2 separate regions of the Anas platyrhynchos genome follow, and region 2 is linked to region 1. The links are chromatin contacts, called in public Hi-C maps. All regions are on one chromosome and are shown on one strand. Each heading gives the region's core, a stretch centred on a gene start, on an enhancer-like site or on the middle of the called end of the contact. The rest is flanking DNA. Distances are from core to core; before and after follow the strand shown.

The links. A called contact is a pair of places that touch in the nucleus more often than the background predicts.
Region 2: a Hi-C map of F1 follicle shows a contact between it and region 1, with 5 times the contacts expected there. The contact joins two enhancer-like sites. A contact is called at or near these places in 2 of 8 Hi-C or Micro-C datasets (F1 follicle and F5 follicle).

What each region holds. Positions count from the first base shown.
Region 1 is chr2:42,641,763-42,648,625 of IASCAAS_PekinDuck_T2T, forward strand. The region is part of intron 2 of CHST9 (carbohydrate sulfotransferase 9); the gene reads right to left. Among named protein-coding and RNA genes, the nearest start is that of AQP4, 57 kb to the left of the region's middle. Within about 2 kb of position 3,804, at least 1 of the 8 cell types and tissues checked has an H3K27ac peak or open chromatin away from gene starts, as enhancers often do. A contact at or near this core is called in F1 follicle, where this site is marked.
Region 2 is chr2:42,819,194-42,825,421 of IASCAAS_PekinDuck_T2T, forward strand. All of the region lies in intron 1 of LOC113842858 (a long non-coding RNA gene), which reads right to left. Among named protein-coding and RNA genes, the nearest start is that of CHST9, 120 kb to the left of the region's middle. Within about 2 kb of position 4,193, at least 1 of the 8 cell types and tissues checked has an H3K27ac peak or open chromatin away from gene starts, as enhancers often do. A contact at or near this core is called in F1 follicle, where this site is marked.

The DNA of each region.
Region 1 (6,863 bases), core at 2,554-5,053:
GCACACTCCATATGCACAGGTGACCAGATCTGGAGATGCCGCTTCAAAACTATTCATTGCTGTTTTGTAAATAGGAATTCTCACGTTTTATCAAATGTAGCCTTTGGTGGCTTTTTATTTTTATTTGTATTTATTTATGTGGAGAATCTCACAGCAACAATTACACTTCACTTTGTAAAACAGCTCTGGGCAATTTTTGAACAGATCACCAACAACTACTTTACGTAATACTGTTTTCTGGTATGCTTTTTTATTTTTTAATTTTTAAGAGGATGTAACTTCTGTGAAAGCAGTTTTTTTCCCCCTTCACACTTAATGAGCATGAAATACATTTTTATGTTTTTTTTTCTAATGAAGTAATAACCTTACCACATTAATTTGGTTTGCTGCACTCACTGTCTTTGCATTCATAATCAATGATGTTAGCTACAAAAGCAGTTCTCCTGTGTGCTCACAAGTTACTGTAATATTGGGGTTTTAGTTAAAAAATACTCCTCTTTTCTTCTGGAACATTAAATTGCAGTCTTAAAATACAGCCTTTTAGTAAGCATTTTTAACAGAATATAAAGAACAGCTCATAAAGCAAAAAAGACATGGCAAAAGAGAGATTGTTCAAATGCAGACAACATAAAAATGTACTGAAGCAAGTTCAAAACTCCTGAGGAAATTTTGATTACTTAAAAACAACAGAAACCAGTTCTAAGATGATCCAAATTACAATTTAACCTTTTACATTTCCATCAAAAAAAGGGAATGTTTTTATCGTTAGTACCTATTCTCAAGTTTTATTTCTTTTATTCTCAGGGTGCTTACATTGTTATTTGTTCATATTTGACACTGGCTAATATGGATAGTGTAGACATATAATACCATGGACTATAAATGCAGACTAGCTGCCTATTCAGAGAAAGGAATAAAACACTCTTTAGTATTTTTTCAATCATGCCAGAAAAATCCAGTGCCTTCTTAAAGCTAATAAAAGCAGACAAGAAACATGCTACTCTTACACTTTCATGAGACATAAAGCTCTCCAATTCAGCAGCTGTGGAAATTTCTTCTGAACATATTAAAATGATCTTAGGTCTCTACAGAAACCCTGCTCATAAAACAAAAAAGCTGGGATAGTTAAAATTAATACATCATAAATAAAACATGCTTTTCAGTATATATTAAGTGACAGGTCTCAGAAACTCCACTGCCATGCACACGCTCACAAAGCAGCAAGAACACACGCAATTCATTAAACCCACTCAAGTGTGCTAGTTCTTCCTGGCATTATTCATAATTGAAACATTTCAATTTTAGTTAACAGAAAAAAAACTAATTTAAAAGTAAAACAAGAAAATTAGTTCTGTGTTTCTGGATTACAATCCCATAGTGCCTTCAACTACACATATTTAGCCTTGGGGGGTTTAATTAAAAAAAAAAGTTTATTTTTTTGTTATTCTTTTTTAAAAGAAGAGGCAACATTGCCCATTCAAACAGAAATATTTGCAGACACAGATATCCTAAATATTTTTTCCAGTATGCCATACAGAAGGAAAAACAAAAGAAAAGGAAAAAAAAAACAATAAAAATGTCTCAACTTGTATTTTAACCGTATGCCTTGAAAATGTACTTCCTGCTGTTAAACTGGCATAAAGAACAGATTCTCCCTCTAATGGGCTTCAGCATGGTCCTCAGAGGGAAATCCACTGCTTGAAGCAAGAAGCATAGCAAGAGCAGTGCACTCTACAGTGCAGACAGCTGGGGTGGAAGGAAGGGGTGACGGACACCCCCCCGCCCCATTCACACTGGGCAAATGCAAGTTATCTGAAAAACCTTCATCTGTTCCGACCCACTAAAGCTCCCTGCCAGGCACCTCCACAGTCATTATGTGGCTAGAACACCTCTCAGCCTTTGGACAGTCCACGTTGAAGGTGACAAAGCACCCTGAAGGAAATCGATTATATCATTATATCGTAAACGAAAGGGCTGAGATTCAGATCTTACATCTCAGGCTCTGTGTTCACAAGTCAGAGTGTCATTACAGGTCCCTGACCTAGGTCCCCTGTTACTCCAATTTTCATTTGAATTGATTTTATTTGCAGAAATGAGCATGGACAAAATGCATTTCCCTGTTCTTGGTTTGTTTCAGTGACTCACTGGGGCTTTACTCCCGATACACATCCACCCCTTGAAATGAAATAATCAAACCAATACAAACAAGATCCCCTTGGAAACACATGGGCACCCTGCAAGACCAAGTTCTATGGTATAGGGGCCAATTCACTGTATGGGGTATACGGCTGTCTAGATAATGTGTGCGTTACATGCACAGCCATCCACACCTTTCCTATAGCCCTGCTTTAGGGGCTCCTCATTTTTGCCCTCCAAAGAACAAGGATAATTTTTTTTTTAATTAATTTTGAAATCGCCTTACAGTATTATATAAGTGAAAGTGGGAGAGAAATGGGGGAAAAGACCACAAGCCCTTGTGTGTTTTGTTGTTGTTGTTTTTGTTTTGTTTTGTTTTGTTTTCCCCCCATTCTTCCCTTGCAACCTGCTTTTGAATAGCTGCTGGAGACCAGATAACTCTACTCAGCAGATTTTCTGTCTGACCCCATATGGCCTTTTATTGTCGGACAAACAAGCAACCAAATTACATCCTGCTTATATAAAATCACATGCAAGTTATTCCAGCACAATACCAGATCCAAGACTAGAACATTATTCTGGGCTGTAGCAGATGAATTTCTGAAACATAGTGCTGCTCTGTTTCTGTTACCTTTATGCAAGTTATTTCAAATGAATAAATAAATAAGTTCCTGATGAAATCCATTTCCCTAAAAACCTAGTCTAACTTTTATACCACCTCTCCTCTGTAAACTATTATTTTCATGGTTTGCATAGTGAGGCAAAACAACCATATAGACATTTCTATTTGCATGTCATAAAATTGAGTTTACCTTAAAGTGGGGTCATGGTAATAGTTAATCCACATCAGTCAGATGGGGCCAGGAAAAAACTGGTACTATGTTAAAATAAATAAATAAAAACAAACCTTTTAAAGTATTGGAAAACTAATTACTATTATTATCCCTTAACACAGCAATATCAGTAAATATTTACCAAGACTTCTACAGACCTTTTCAATTTTTCATTCAGAGGAACAAATTGTTCTGCAAAACAAACCAGCTAAAATAGTTATCATGCCATTGTTTAAATAGTTTCAGCTACAAGAAAAATATGCTGACAAGTTTACACATGCCTGAGGTCCATGAGTGCATAAAACCAAAAACAAGTGAAATTCATTCTATTCACTTATTAGTCACATGGTATAAGAAAAGAGACAAACTTTTATTCTTAAATGTTGTTCTATATCTCCATAAAATCATCCTCATCTATTCAACTAGCAAGCAGTTTACCGCTGGAAAGCCAAATATTGAAGTGCCATTACTATCATACACCAGCAAGGGGAGTAGTAACACTTTGAGAACTTCCCTCTGCAATAGTAAACTATCCATAAACGAAATAACGTACAGAATATTGATGCTGCCCTGCATAGGCAGTGGAAAGGACATTTGTTCTACGGAAAGAAAGAGAAATTTAAAAAACCTGAGTCTTTAAAGGCTATTTGTTTTTGAAAAGAAAATGGAAGCACACATACACACACGTACAGGCTGAGATCAGCCCAATTTACACACCACTCCTCCCCCTTCCCCCCAAAAACAAACAAACAAACAAACAAACAAAACAAAAAACGTATTTCTTACGTATTTTCCCTTTTTAAACAGTGATGGCTACATATTTCCATGGGAAGGAGAGACACTAATTTCCTAAGAAAGCAAACACGTGGAACTGCTGGGACCAGTGGCAGGAGGACTAAGCAGTTCTCAAGCCTGAATTGTAGCCATTGCTAAGGAAAGCAAAAGATGGAGTTTTAAAAACAGGCTTTCACTTCTGGATTTTGTAGTTAAGAGCAATGGCACTTTCATAAAGCAGTACATTTCATAAGTGCCAGCACACTGGTCTTTTAAACTCTCCTACCTGCCAGCACAGACCTTCCCATGCTGTGGTACAAAAGAAGAGCTGTGGCATCCCCAGAGCTCCCACAGCAACAGGAGATAAACGAGCACTGATGCTTCCTCTTTGTTGTATCACTCTTCCTTTTCAATCCTATACCTTCCATATACATAGAAGGTATAGATACCTCTGAGCAGCAGAATTGCCCAACACAGCTATAGTCCAGCCACTGCAGAGCACAGAACTTCAGGTACCAAGGGGGGATATGCTGCATCAGATATTCAAAGCTGAGAAGAAAAGCTGCTGGTTGCATTGGTTCCCTGGTTCATCATTGCAGTCAAGGTTCCAATGTTCTTACCTTTCCTACAGCACCGTGAGATTATTAGAAAGAAACATGAACCCCTCTCCCCCCAAAATGCTGTAAGTTTATAAAAACTGCTACCCAAGTAGGTAACCAAAGTATTTAATCAACTTGTAAACACCCAAGTGTGAAGGCATCTTAGGTACTAATCACGAAATTACTATGCATGACAAAACTCTGAACAGTGTTTTGCTGTAATTGTGCATAATTTAACTCAGAAAAGCAAGAGGAGTTATATTTAGATGCAGTAGAATGTAGAAAGAGGTCAATTTGATGAGGGGGGAAAATTCTGTCATTCTTATTAGTCTGATAAAAAAAATTATTCATCAAATGTTAAGAGTTTTAGGATGGTCCTCCTCCAATGTGATACCAGGGGCAACACATCAACAAGGGGGTATCCATTGCAAGATCTGATATTCCAGAGCCATGTTTTTAACAAAAATATTCAGCTTTGTTACCTTACAGTACATGTATAAACTATTGTGCGTTTTAGCCATTAGAGGCAGAGATCAGTATTTTATAAGCCTGGATTACAGCTATTACAATAAACCAACAGAAAATTTTCCTTCCTTCTAGTGAGAAGAAATGGAAATATTAAATCATCCCCCCCCCCGCCCCCCCCCAAAAAAAGAAAAAAAAACACAAAACAAAACAAAAAATCAGATGGTCTCAGCAATTTTGTAACTGAGTTTATAAGTGAATGTTGATGGGGTCAAATCCAGCCCTGGTTTGAATGGTGTCTTGGTTTTGTCTAAGGGAAAAGATGCAGGACACAGGGTGGCACCCATCCTTGACAAACCACAACTGAGACACGAGAGTCTGTATGACCTGCCTAGAGCCTCCCAGTAAGGGTTTTGATCTAGTCAAATGTGGAGCCTTTTGTGGCCGAGGGACTGTTCAGGTAAGCACGACTGTTTGAATTGCCAAGACCATATGAAGAGATGTGTGGGCCCATAGGTCTGCCCATTCCCACCATCAGGTCAGCCTGTGTCCTCCTGAACTCTATTAATAGAGCAGCAATCACAAAAGAGTCATGGGCCTCCTTGTGGCACGGGACCAAGACTCTAACCAACGTTCTCTGATGCTAGTCTGAGCACATCATTTCTTGAGCCATAACTTTGGGGCCATGAGTAGAAATAGTATCAGAAATTTGATGTCTTAATATCAGGACTGAATGCCTTTTCCAAGTAATTGTCCTAAAAAATGGTGCAAAGATCATAGAAGCTACTGTAAAAAACTGTCTTGATGCTAATGCAAATGGTCTCAGTTTCTTTCAGAATGACTCTATCTAGCACTTGACCTTTAATGCAAAATTTTCCAGTAAAATATTCTTATTACACCACAACCAAAACTCCTTGAACTATTGTTAAAAAGTAAATTGCATTAGCAGAAAAATATCTCCATCTTAAGAGGTAGACTCCATGAATGCACATGGATTACAAAAATATGAGGATGGCCTTAAAGACCAGTTTTCAAACTTGCCTAGATTCTAGCTGGGTTCGCAACACTTCTGGGAGAAGTCAAATGAGTGTATTTGTCCACCAAATGTATGCACCTTCTCAGCTTTTGGAGACTAAAAATGTAATTAATTGATTTTGATGTCTGGAACAATAACCCGTATGGGTTTATCTGGGAAAGGTAATATGACAGTACCGTTTCAACAAAACACGTTTTGCTTCTTGCCTGAAAGAATGGCAGATTTAGGCTTGTGCTAAGTGATTTCACCTGCATATCAGGAGCCCTACCATAGATGATCCAGTTCCTTTTGCAAATACCATCATGGACCCCTATGGCCATGGGCCTTGCTGAGTCATACAGCATAGAAAAGCACCGACAACCCCAAATACCTGGATGGGAAATGCAGGACATGACTCCAGGTCCAAATCTGCCAATCCTTTCTGCCCATTTCCCTCTTCCAAAAATTTAGTATTTGTATGATAAACAGACTCATGGTGACCCAGTTTTCTCTTCTTCTTCCTTATATAACTAAGCCCAAAAGCATAATTAAATTTGCAAAAACAGAATAAATACCCCAAACCATTAAAAAAAAATCAAAAAAAAAAAAAAAACCAACAAGATGGTGGACAGAACATAAGAAATAGAAAGACACCTCACTTTCTGAGCCTCTTTGCCCTGGCATTTGCATATACAAGACATAGATTCCTCCTTCTTGTTTGAGGAAGCAGAAAATTTTGTCTCAAAATCTTCACTCATCTGCTAGACAAAAATCCAGACCTCTTAATGTATTTCAAATACATATTATCAAGAGTCTTCCTACTTTTCAGTTGCCTTGAGAGCTGAGTAGAAAACACTTTTCATATTGGGGGAAAATATTTTGGGTTTTTCACACTGTTCTCCTCCAAATCAGGAAGAGATTAAGATTACAGTGATTTATAACTAAAGAGCACTTTTTCAAATAATTTCAAAACATTTTAGCCTTTTTCTTAGGCTGTGGACTCTGACAAATTCAAAATAACTAAAAAAGGATTCTTTTATT
Region 2 (6,228 bases), core at 2,943-5,442, 180 kb after region 1:
CACTGTCCTCAGCATGGGCTGTGTGCACTGACCTGTGTGTTATGTGTGGGCTTGGAAGCAGGTGAAACAAGATATAAAACTTTTCTTAGCAGAAGGAGACAGCATGATCCAAATTATTTTAATGCTTTAACATGTGCTGTCATCCCTAGTCTAAACAGCAAAACACAAAAAGGCAGGAGGCCATGAACTAAAACGTATGCTCCCTACAGTATGAGAGCTATAGCAAAGATTTGAATGTGTTTGTCTCCAGCTTAATAATACCCAAAGGAAAATTTTGCATTCAACACCAAGAAATATCAGCGTAACAGGAGCTTTTCTGTCTTAGCATTGCAGAGTTCCTTCAAAGTCCACTCTGGCCCTGATTTCCCAGTGTGATCGGCTGCACTGTCTGAGTCAGAAACTAAAATTATTTTTATTATTAGAGAAACTAAAATTATTTTTATTCTGTCCGGTTGCTCCTTTTTATTTGTTTATTTATTTATTTATATTTTTGCAGATTTGAATATATGCAAGATGTAGTTTAGCCAGTGAATTTTAATTAGCTAAATCCACAAATTAATCATCCAGATTAAATTGCTTGCATCTATCTAACACTGTGATATTTATTTATAGACCAATTATTATCAAATGTCTGAGATAAAAGCTTTCACACTAAAAGCACTGCTATTGTTCAAATGCATATTTATATTTTTCAGACCGCAAGCCCCAAACATCCAACTATATTGAGAAAATGTTTAAAGTCACAGTATGACTCAAAACAAAGACAATAAATAAAACATTAAGGTTGAATATGCAATTATGAGATTGTGAGCTCCTTGGAGCAAAGGCTTTCCTCTTATGAAGTGTCTAGTGAAGAGTCTAGCACAGTGGGTATTACTCAACATAATTATTACCCTCTTCATGTAAAACTTTCACATCACATTTGTTTGCTTGTTTGTTTCTTACAAAATTGCATTTTTTGAAACATTTCTGTCAGGCCCAGAGGGCTGGAAGGGAGCATAAGAGCAATTCTGAGGCTCATGTTGTTAAACATTTGGGGAGGGCTTACTGCAGAACCACAGGAATATATACTTAAGATGGATGGAAAGCATTAAATAGATTTTTATTTTGGTCTTTTTTGTTGTTGTTGTTGTTTTGTTGTTGTTGTTTCTTTGTTTTGTCTGGCACAGACATTACTGGTGCTAACTTGTATTATAATATTTTGGGGAATTTTCTCAATGTGTTTCACATTTTATGAAGTGTTGCCCTATATGTCTTGAGGATTGCCTATATTTTTTTATTCTGACTCTAACAAAAGTGCAAAAAGTTTTCATATGCATGGAGCAGTCCTGTACAGGACTTCTCTAGCCTTTTCAAAAACATGAGTGTATAAGAACTAGTTTTTTAAAGGTATTTAGGAAGCTATCTCCCAAAGAAATAAGGGCAAGGTAAGCGTTTAACTATTTTGAGGATTTTGTCCCAAAAAAGGATCCTTTCAGAGGTAGCTGCTACATGCCGCGTTCCAGTGAAAGCTAAGCAGAAACAAATTTCAGTCTGAGGGCCAACTTTCAATGAAAAAACACAACTGAGAAAATTGCTAAGAGGCTGTAGACTATGGGAATTTCTGGAGGGATTTTTTTTTGCTTTGTCTATACCTCTCCACATTCAAAGTTTCAGAACCTCATGAATTGAGATGGCCTTGAGCTTCAGCACCTGTCTGGCTTTTTGATATTTCTTGATCATATCTCATTTAATGCAACCTGAATTGCATTAATTAATGAATTAATGCAATCTCTGAATGTAGAACTCCAACTTGGTTGCACAAGTCCACATATTCACCTAAATGAAGTCAGTGATGTTAGTTTAGAGAAAAGCAATTTGCCAATGAGCATCATTGCCAATCTACATTATAGCCCTTGCATTAGATTTTGTCCAGGGTCTCAGGTTCTTCTGTGCAGCTGGCTAGAGACCATCCTTTTCCCTCTGAACAGTTGACTCAAATCTATACAATTAACATAAGCATGAGCCTTACAAGGGCTAGGAAAAAAAAAAAAAAGAAAGAAAGTCTGCAAATCATGCTGCCTCTAAAAGGAAATGAAAATCTCCTTCATTGCCTTAACAGTAAAGGACAGGAAGAAAAACAAACAAACGAAAAATCCATGTAAATATTTGACCAAATTTACACAATGGTTATACATTGTTTGTGAACACTTCTAAGTTTTCAGGTTGGGGACATTTGCAGTCAGTGATGACACCCTGTTCAAAGAACCTCTGAAGGTAATAGAAAAAGGACATAGATAATCCTGAATAGTCATTCATAATATTAACCTTATTTGTTGACAGAAAGAAAGACAAATGCAAGCAGTATTGTGATCCTTACTAACCCAGTTCCACCTTGATATCAAATGTTTTCTCCTAAAAGCAGCAGCAACAGGTGGAGAAAGCAACTGTACAAAAGTTTACAAAACTGAGTTTTGCATAAGCCACAGCTGAATTTTAGACTTCTGGAAACATACATTTTACTGAATCATTTTGGCCATGACTGTTAGAGTTATAATTTAAATTTTGTTAAAATAATATTTGCAAGTAAGCACATTGGAGATGTAAGAGTGCACTGAAGCAGCACATCCAACAGGTTCACTAACATTGTTTCAAGAGAGTCCAGAACAGAGAGTCCAGCTTCCAGCCATTATCAGTATTAATTTAGTGAGCATTAATTTGTCCTGCAAAATATTTCTGACTGGAGCAATAACAAGGACAAAACAGGAATATTTCTCTTCCAGTGCTCAACTGACAGGGAGGAAACAGAGCAACAAGGTGACATTGTCCAAAACATGCCATATAGGTCAGTATTTGACAGGGCTCACTACAGCACTTTTTCATCTTCTTCTGTGATATCCATGACTTTAGTATCTAAATTTTCAGCCTATTGGGGAAAAAAATAGGGGACAGGTTATACCACCAAAATAGGAAATCCTACTGAAAATTCAAAATAGAAAAAAAATTAAGCATCTTTCTCCCTCAAGGAGCTTGCACTCACAGCATATTGAATAATTTAGCTTTTGTTTACAATAAAAGGAGAGAAAACCTATGTCATATGCAAATGTGTTGTTGTGACCACATCAGAGATTGCATAAGAGTACAGAAGGATGAAATTTGCTTGCATTATTTGTTCAAGAAATTTCTAGAACAGCCAGGCATTATGCATAATTTGTGGGGCAAGCATGCAAACTTCCAAAAGAGGATGTCAGTTTGACCTCCAGTCACTTTTACACTTTGGAAAAGCTTAGCATGATGACAAACACTCAAACTGAGAATTGCTGCACAGAGTGTCTGTCTTAATCTGCTGATTATCTTGGATTACTTTTCAGATCTTCCCTGGTTTAGCAGCTTCTGTCAAGCTGTGTGTAAAGGAGATCATATGGAGATTTCTTCTACTAGTCATGGAGATGTCACTTGTTCACTGACTAGCTGGCGGGTTTTCATGGCAAGTCTGCTCACTCATCGGAAATTTTGCCTGTTGCCTAAGTGACCGGTAATCCACTTGAAGAATGAAAAAGAAGTTACTGATGTGCCAAGGGACTCTGTCTAGAAATGAGAAATATTTGACAGTGGAAAAATATGTGTTTGTAGGGTTGTTTGGTTCATTTTTCCAGGGAGACCTGAAATCACAGAAGGCAGACAGAGATCACTAAAACTCTTTTGCACATAGATTAACTTGTAATTCACTTATTCGTGCATGTGGGAATTCAGCTTCGCAGACCAACTTCCTTCAGCAATAATGCGGTTTATGCTTCTTCTCTTGTGTTTTAATAAAAGTCATGGGATTAAAAACCCTCCCTAGTGACTGTCATCCCAGTGCTGAAATGTAAGAAAATGGATTGCACACAGTACCTAGAAACCACAGTGACTGATTTTTTAGGAAAAAAAAAAAAAAAACAAAAAAACAGAGGAGATCAGTTGTAATGCGACATGGCTTCTCATGGGATACACTAATCCCGCTCAGAAGAATTAGTTTATTTGACTCAATTGCTCCTTTGGGACTTGCAAATAATGCACATTAAAGTGATACGTATTTGCATGGTATCAAGAACAGTGTCATTTATGCTTTGAGGTGTTTCATAATGTAAACTCAAATTATGGAGAAAATTCTAGTCACATTAACGTAGCATTATACGAAAGCAGCAACTGTTTTACAGGAGAAGCAGTGAACTTAATCTTGTTTGGTATTTATACACACTCTGGGCCTGGACCATAACAGTGAGTCCTGGGCATTGCAGTTATACAAACAAAATGATATTTGGAGGTTACAGCAAACCCTTTTTCATCAAGTTTTTATTCTCCTTGCACTGAATAACCAAATGAGACATAAATAATGCAGAACCGTGTCCTCTTGCTTTTATAACAGTGCCTATATCTTACCCCTGTCTCAGTGCCTCTGCTGCTCTTACTCCTCTGTATAGTGCCTGGCAAATAGGCAGTCCCATAATTTCCAGTAACAAGAGATACTACACTGTGTGAGCAAGAGTGGCAGAATGGGCCCTGAATAATGGAAAAATATCATCACTGCTTATGGGCTCACTGCTACTCTGACAGCTACAGACTACTGAGCATTACTATGGAAGGCCACATGAAAAACAGATTGAAGGACAGGCACTCAAGTGTATTTCATGAGAGACTGGGAAGAACAAGACGGAGAAGATAATCTCATTCTTTAGGGAAGATAAGACAGGCTGTTTAAAACAATGTAGCCTTATCTGCTTTAAGTAACAAGTAGTAACACCCAATTTAACAAGCATTGCTTACTGTAGGAAGCTTAATTACTCTTCAGAATACATTCAATACAAAATTTCTCAAGCTGATTGCTTCAGCTGAATGTCAATGTATTATGTCCTAGCCACTTCAGTAGAAACTGCTGTGCAGCAGCCAAATTTTCTTCTGCTCCATAAGTGACATGTGATGAAAAATTATTTAATGAGCTACTGCATTTTGCATCTGTGTAAATATCTTTCATGTAAACGTGCATTACAGATGATCAATGTGGCTTCCTCAGTGCTAAAAACAGTCAGCAGTTTTGACTGTCTGAGCTACTTGAGGGTGTAGTGAGAAGAGATTTAGAGCTGATTCTGCAGCAGTTTATTCTGATCTAATCCCAGCCTGCAAAAGACCCAACTCTCCCCCTCCCTCCGGCTATCCTTCCCCTTCCACTGCCAGTGAGGCTCTGCCCCATCTCCTACCTCACAAGGCAGTGCTGACCCCAGTGCCAGTGCTGCATGAACCACAGAATAACTTGCACCACAGAAATGACAGCACCATCTCTACGGACAGTGGAGAAGCATGGTAGGGGCAAGTCAGAGTAGGGCAAAACCCAAATAGGCAAACCCAGAGAAATATTAAGAAGAAAGAGGATTGTGGGAGAGATGGCTGGGGCTGATGGTACCTCCAGCAAAATGGGTTAGTTACTGGGCTGAAGCATGGGAAGATGCTTCTGGATACCTCCTGGGGAATGGAATGGGAGGGCTTGAGCTGAAGTAGGTGGCATGGTGGTGGGATGGAGGCAGCATAGAGGAGCAGAGTGCACATGCTACAAAGGGTGGAAAACAGTGATCAGAAAGCACCATGGAAAAGACAGCACACTTTTGAGCCCTTTCTGCCCCATAGTCCAACATATTCTTTAAGGTTTGCAGTTGCTTCTAGGGAGAAGCATTGTCTTCCATTTTCTCAGCTATATAGCTGACTACATATATATTATATACATGTTATATATTACATATATATTTGTACTGTATAATATATACATATTCTTTTAGGAATGAAAACCCATCTTCAGGCCTTGTTTTGGCCTGATATGCAGGAGTGGTTTCCCTATGTGGGGCTGCCTCCAATTCTCATGATACTTGTGGTAAATGGTAAAACACAAATAAATTTGATTTATTCATTTCCAGTTTCATCTTCTAATCTTACTTATGCCTCAATACTTGACAAAATAAACTGACTTCATCTCCATTTTTATTCATTATGACCCAACAGCTGCTGGAGGAAATTAGGTGGTTGCACTTCTGAGCTCTGATCTAGTATAAGTAGCCAAATCACAATGCTTACCAGTGGTATCCTTATGCATATTGCACCTAATTGTGTAAATGTGTAATTTCAAGGCATTTAGGATTTAGGATTACTGGCACTGCCATGAGCTGAACCACATTGATTCTGCTCCAATGACTTTTGTGGAAACAGTGAAAGATTGGAAGA